Regions from separate parts of the Mus musculus genome. Here region 2 is linked to region 1. Evidence: chromatin contacts called from public HiChIP or PLAC-seq data. All regions are on one chromosome and are shown on one strand. Each heading gives the region's core, a stretch centred on a gene start, on an enhancer-like site or on the middle of the called end of the contact. The rest is flanking DNA. Distances are from core to core; before and after follow the strand shown. Region 1 holds the start of Gzmc (granzyme C). Region 2 has its middle 41 kb from the start of Gzmb.

Region 1 (3,533 bases), core at 434-2,933:
CAGGAGGTTCACTCTTGCATCTAGGCATTATTCTGAAGTTTACATAAACTTTTAATGTGTTTTTTTTTTTTGTTTTTTTTTTTTGGTTTTTCGAGACAGGGTTTCTCTGTATAGCCCTGGCTGTCCTGGAACTCACTTTGTAGACCAGGCTGGCCTCGGACTCAGAAATCTGCCTGTCCCTGCTCCTTGGACTCAGAAATCTGCCTGTCCCTGCCTCCTAAGTGCTGGGATTAAAGGTGTGCGCCACCACAGCCCGGCTTAATGTGAACTTTTTTAAAAAATATTTTTTATTACATATTTTCCTCAATTACATTTCCAATGATATCCCAAAAGTCCCCCATACTCTCCCCCCCACTTCCCTACCCACCCATTCCCATTTTTATGGCCCTGGCGTTCCCCTGTACTGGGGCATATACAGTTTGCGTGTCCAATGGGCCTCTCTTTCCAGTGATGGCCGACTAGGCAATCTTTTGATACATATGCAGCTAGAGTCAAGAGCTCCGGGGTACTGGTTAGTTCATGATGTTGTTCCACCTATAGGGTTGCAGATCCCTTTAGCTCCTTGGGTACTTTCTCTAGCTCCTCCATTGGGAGCCCTGTGATCCATCCAATAGCTGACTGTGAGCATCCACTTCTGTGTTTGCTAGGCCCCAGCATAGTCTCACAAGAGACAGCTACATGAACTTTTAATCTCAACCACTACTTTTGTTTGGCCAGTGCAGTTGATCAACTCAAGTATGATGCTGGATTTAACCTCTCACCCTTTTACCTCAAATATACCTCTTGTCAGACATTAATTTTTGCAACCCTGACTTCTAGTGAGCCCTCAGGGGAGCTTCCACAATAGAGGACAGAAGCCCCTGTGGATGTTTCAGAAGATGTGAGCTATCTGCTTCTCCTCACCTTCCTTTGCAGTGAGCAGCTGTTAGCACGAATTTGTCTCGAACCAGGAAGCCTCCGCAGAACATCTTCTTCCCACCAACTTTCAGAAACTCATAATATGCCATGTAGGGACGGGAATGTGGACTGATCTCATTGCCTCCGATTATCTCCTCTGAAAGAAAAGCCTAGAATATTTGGTGTCTGGGAGCAATATTTGTGGCCAAGAGGAATCTAGGGAGGGAATAATTAAGAGTGGAATCTGAAGTCCCTCAAGGCTTTTGAAGACTGGATTCCTTGCACATAGAATAATCCTGGCTGAATCTTAAGCCTCATTAAAGCTGCTCATTCCCTAGGCTGAAATAAAGTAAATGGTGCACATTTTTGTATCTTTACATTCTCTGTCACATCTCTTTGTAAGGATGATCCAGTCTCCAGGTGATGAAAAAATGTTGGGAGAAGCTAGTGCCTACTAAGTTTTCTGAAAGCATCTCCTTTCTTCAGACCTTGTTGAAAATTAGGCCAGTGTCAGATTTCTAAGTCTGGGTTTGTTATGGGACCTGACATTCAGAAACATCCTGGGTCCAGTGCCAGAACAATTCCTGACTACCGCTGGGCAGAAAGTCAGCAGAGGTGCCATGGGACGGCATCACTGCCACAGGGGTGTTCACTCACCTGCTCCAGCTCTGAGAGGCAGAAGTAGGGTCAGGAGAATCAGGACTGGTGGCATCTTCCCAGGAAGGCTGCTCAGGATGGAGGAGGGCAGAGTAGACAAAGCCCTTGGAAGGGGAGGAAGGAGGTGTGGGCTCAGGGGGCTCACAGGCATTTTGAACCTATGCACCTCTGCTTCTGATTGACGTCACATTACTTAAGGAATTTTTCTGGTTTGGGTAAAAATGACACTGTTACCACACTGACCTCCTGAGGTAAGCTAAACTGGGATGAAGATCAAGAAAGTAGAGGATGTGGAGGCTGTGGTTAAGGAGGCCTGAGACCTCAGGAAGTCCATCATGACTGCACGGAGACAAACATGTGTCCTTTTCTAACTCTTACACCCTTTTCATTTCAATAAGATCTCCCTTGTTCTTTATCTTTTGCTTTCTTTCTTTCTTTCTTTCTTTCTTTCTTTCTTTCTTTCTTTCTTCCTTCCTTCCTTCCTTCCTTCCTTCCTTTTTAAAACAATATTGACAACCAATTTATCTTACAGCAGTTATAATACTCACAGTTACACAGTGCTTAGTGAGAGTTCACACTGTATTGCAGAATATCATCTCATTAATATTTGGGACTACTGATCATACTGTGGAACAATCTCTTTGAATATCCTCATGAATTAATCTTAACTCTAATTCTCCTGATACTGCTATGAAAATTTCACAAGAGAAATCTTAAAGGCAAGTGTTTGCCCCATATCCAATGACCAAGTGTTACAGGCATACATAGTTAAGTGTAATAACAAATCAAAAATGACACTTAAAGTTTACTAGGTATTGCCTTTTATCTCTGAGGCAAGAGCTTCAGGACTGAACTCAAAGATAGGTAAGATTAGATCAGCACTGGCTTCCATGCTGTTGACTCTCAATGGTATTTTCTACCACTTTGCCTAGCATTTTCTATCAAGTAAGAAAGTCCATTATTAGATCATGATTGTTATTTAATGGGCTACATCCAAGAGGGAGAGAGACAAGGATGCAGGTCTTGAAATGTTTGATGTTGACTGGGGGATCTGAGAGCCTCTTTTAGAACAGTAGATAGTAAGAACTGAGTGAGATTACTCTGGGAGGTGAGACTGGCTGACCTCACTCTAAGCATAGGTGTGTGTGTGCGCGCACGCATGCATCCAAAAGACTGCAGAGCTACCAAAACCTACATTTTTATCCTGCTTTATGGATTTCAGATACTTTTAAATTTTCTCCTGTCATATTTTGGAACCAAGAGAGGCTTTCTCATCTTAGTTATAGACTAAAGTCTTTAGTCTTTATGCAATTAAAAGTACTAACTGCCTAAAAATTAATTATCTAGTCCATGGGTATGCAGTATGTTGGCTTCTCTGCTCTACATTGAAAGGTTACTGGTTTAGGCTGCACATTGCTTATACAAGCTATAATAAATGTTGATCATTCACCCTGAAAGAGACTGTGCATAAATGACACAATATGTGCACACACAGATAAGCAACAAAAGCCTACAGAATAAAATAATCTTAATGATATGAGAGTCCATTTGTAGAGAATCTTTTTAAAATAATAGAGCAGGGTCCATGTTTGTGATATCTGAAAACCTGTAAGTAGTAATATTTATTTTGGTATGCTTTATCATACAAACAAAGGAAGACAACAAGAATCAGGGTGGATATTCTCTATTGCTTTTAAAAACAAAAGTTTCACTCTTTGGTTTGATCAACATAGCTCTGATCTTAGTGAATTCTTAAGCCAGAGGAGCTGAAGTTATAAGTGGTGATGAGCTATTCAATGTGGCTGCTCAGAAATGAACTTGGGTCCTCAGCAAGTGTAGTGTGTACTGTTAATACTTTTCTGCCATCTCTGCAGTCCTGTGTGCTCAATTCTTGAAACTAGTTGCTCACAAATGTAGGTGCTGTGAATAAGTGGTGGTGTGAATACAGTGTCATGGTAGCGTGTGAACATTTATCTCTG
Region 2 (3,330 bases), core at 509-3,008, 69 kb after region 1:
ATGGTCTAAAGATGCAAATATAAAATTCCATAAACAATACATATGACTTAATTTCATTATAATTGCTCTAATTTATTATTAGTTATTGCCATTGATATCTTTCAAATTATGTTTAATAGAGAATTTCATACATGCATATAATGTGTTTTGACCAAATTATTCCTGAGACTTTCCCCTTCCAACTCTCTCCTTTAAAAAAAAAAAAATCCCAGAGTTCGCATGCCTATATGCACATGGGTATAGGATCTCAAGGGTCACATCCCTAAAATAAATGGATCCTCCCTCCCCCACAAAGCCATCAATTGTCAATGGCTTCTCAGGTAGCCATGGGAGTTCATGAGGTCCTCCCACTTCCATGCAGGAATTTTGGCAGCTTGATCGATCTGGCACCGGTCTTGTGCATTCAGTCACAGTCACTATGAGTTCATGTGTGCACTGGCCCTGTCATGTTCAACAAATACTGTTTCACTGAAAATGTCTATTCCCTGTGGCTCTCACAGTCTTCCCAGATCCTCTTCCATGGTGATCTCTGAGCCTTGGTAGAAGCAGGTGTGATATAAATGTCTTGGTTAGAGTTGAACATTCCACTGACTTTTATTCGCTACACAATGGCCAGTTGGTTGTAGGTCTCTGTATTAATCACAGTCTACTGAAGAAGAAAAAAATAAGCTTCTTTGATGAAGATTGATAAATGCACTAATTTTTTAGTATAAAGATAAGAACTTAAGGAGCAGTTTATTATTAGGGCCATCTAGCAGAATAATAATACTAGATTCACCACCCCTGGGGCTTCTGACTTAGCCAGCCATGATTTATCCCCCCCAATTAATGGTACCTACCAGGCATGTGTTCTGTTCTCTAGAGTAAGCTTAAAATCCAACCAGGAGTCAGTTCAGTAGGGAAAAAGCTTCTACATCAATGCCAGCTTGATTTCTTCATGTCCTGCGACCTTAGTGTATGGTGTCTTCAGAAATAGGGTCTTATCATTAAACACTGGAGAGTAACTAAGAGCTGTAACAGTAGCCTACAGTGGTTTGTGAGGTCTATGGGACTCTACTGACCAGCTACCTGAAAAGAGGTGACACAAACCTGGCTCTGGGCTTTTTATTTGATAGCCAATGATATTTGGGAGATACATGGTCCCCCACATTAAATGGCAACTCTACTTAGGTTATTTTTATATGTGTACACATTTTTAAAAACGTCTATAGTTGTAAGCTTCCATATGGCACCTTCAAAGGTCCTCTTCATACTGCCTCTTCTATGCTGTTCTCCCTGTCCCCGCCCCCATTTAACCCTTCCCAACCCATTCTTCCACTATTGTTCCTGATTTTTAAACCTTATTGTAGATATACAAGGAGAAAACAATTTTTTTGTGGCTTGCCACTGAAGGAACTCTGTACGCTCTATGAAGATGGTACACTGTGGACAAGAAGAATATCAATAGAATAGCAACCGAGGGAGGCCCCTAACTCAGAGAAATACCTCCGACTTTTCACACGAGTGTGGTCGTTAATCTCAAATTCCAACGGGATGAGATATGGAATTATCTGGAGTCAGGGCACGCCTGTGGAAGATCACTGGGACTAGGTTACCTGAGGTGGAAGGACCCACTCGTTGGGACACCTTTCCCTGTGGCTGAGATCCTGGAAGCCACTGAAAGAAGAAAGTGAGCTGAGCACAGGTACTCGCCTCCTTCTGCTTGCTGACAGTTGCTACAGTGTAATTGGCTGCCGGCTGCCCCGGGATCCTGCAACTGTAACTTCCCTGCCTAGAACCAAGCAGCAAATGAACACTTCCTTAAGTTGTTTTTGTTATAGTATCATATTACGGCAGCAAGAAAAGTAGGAGTCCTGTAAAATGGAAGGCTCAGAAAAAAACTCTCTCCTTGGGCTTGACTTTTGAGAATTCTCCCACTCTTTACAGCAGGTGCCTCTTGTCCACCCCTCTCCCATTTTGCTTGCTCTCAGTTTCTCCTGTCTGCCTGTGTGTTCACTGCTTAACTTCCCGCTCTGGTCCCATGTACATTTAGCCTGCAAAGGGACCGTCTTTAAGAAGTCATGCTTGAGCCGCGTGGTGGTGGTGCACGCCTTTAATCCCAGCACTTGGGAGGCAAAGGCAGGCGGATTTCTGAGTTCGAGGCCAGCCTGGTCTACAGAGTGAGTTCCAGGACAGCCAGGGCTACACAGAGAAACCCTGTCTCAAAAAACCAAAAAACAAAACAAAACAAAACAAAACAAAACAAAACAAAACAGAAGTCAAGCTTGAAAAGGGACCCCTTGACAAAACAATCATGTGTAGGTGGCACAGGAGATGTTGTAGGGGGGGAGGAAGACTCTCTCTTTATTCACAGTCCCAAGAACCTTGATTTCTGCGTTAGGGGAAGGACTGGAAACAGAAGAAAGGAACTATAAGACATTCCTTTTAAGTTCTGGGTCCTCTGACATGTTTATGGCGCCCTCTAGTGTTCAAATTTTGTTTTTTCATTACCTATCTCCTCCTCGTCAGCCTCCCTTCCCCCACCCACCTCCCTAGCTATCTCAGGGAAAATAATAAAACTATCAGTATAAAACGTTGTCTTGTTTCCTCATGACAGTAGTTTGCTGACTTTTGAAAAAATATATAAGTATATTAAACCTTACATTATCAAATTATTAAAGAGAGCACCAATAGATTATGGGGAAAGAATCTGTGAAAATACTCATGAATATATTTAATATAATAACCCAGCGGAAAGAAGTATCTAGTCACTTAGAGATCCCTAGGAGTGTAGATGTATTTAATCTAACTTGGCCCTAAATAGCTGGAAAAAAGTTATTTCTAGCCCCAATCTTCTGTGACATTTCAAATGGCCCGCTCAACTCTCTATGCATGCAATAAACAGAACAACACATTACCATGAGTGAAGCCAGGCTCCTGGGGCACCTGAACCTGCTTGCCTTCCTTTCTCCCTCACCCCAGCACCACCATCAGTTGCACAGATTCAAAGCTGAGAATCACTGCAGACCCCTCTGTCTCACGAATCTCACCATGTCCCTGTATTCTAGTTTTCACAGATGGGGATGGTAAAGTGTTTTCATCAAACTAAATAAAGACAGCAAGAGGCAGCCAGGGGGGGAGGGAAAAGGGGAAGGGACAGGGTCCTCACACTGTCCAGTCAGTGCAGTGCTGGGGGAAACCCTGTGTTTCCAACATTGTGCTAGATGTGGGGCTGCTGAGAAAATCTTGGCCCATCTCCCACCTCAACCTCTCTCTTTGTGGCTGTAGGATCCTTCATCTGCCCCCACTGGCAAGGACAGCAAGTATATGTGTGAACTCAGGCACATGTCT

The links. HiChIP or PLAC-seq counts read pairs in DNA pulled down with a chosen protein or histone mark.
Region 2: a CTCF HiChIP or PLAC-seq map of CD8 T cells shows a contact between it and region 1, with 11 read pairs. The contact joins the enhancer-like site here to the promoter of Gzmc in region 1. A contact is called at or near these places in 5 of 39 promoter capture datasets (Sertoli cells, embryonic stem cells, liver and 2 more), 2 of 15 datasets of contacts at CTCF or cohesin (CD8 T cells and the G1E-ER4 cell line), 14 of 484 Hi-C or Micro-C datasets (CD4 T cells, CD8 T cells, the G1E-ER4 cell line and 7 more), 5 of 115 datasets of contacts at active chromatin or transcription factors (CD8 T cells, T-cell acute lymphoblastic leukemia, memory CD8 T cells and 1 more) and 2 of 9 other capture datasets (adipose tissue and liver).

Annotation. Positions count from the first base shown.
Region 1 is chr14:56,232,974-56,236,506 of GRCm38.p6, forward strand. Gzmc (granzyme C) reads right to left here and starts at 1,684. Exons shown (of 5, transcript NM_010371.3): 1 at 1,555-1,684; 2 at 904-1,054. The coding sequence starts at 1,609.
Region 2 is chr14:56,301,918-56,305,247 of GRCm38.p6, forward strand. No RefSeq gene overlaps it. Among named protein-coding and RNA genes, the nearest start is that of Gzmb, 41 kb to the left of the region's middle. Within about 2 kb of position 1,759, at least 17 of the 459 cell types and tissues checked have an H3K27ac peak or open chromatin away from gene starts, as enhancers often do. A contact at or near this core is called in CD8 T cells, the G1E-ER4 cell line, Th2 cells and 1 more, where this site is marked.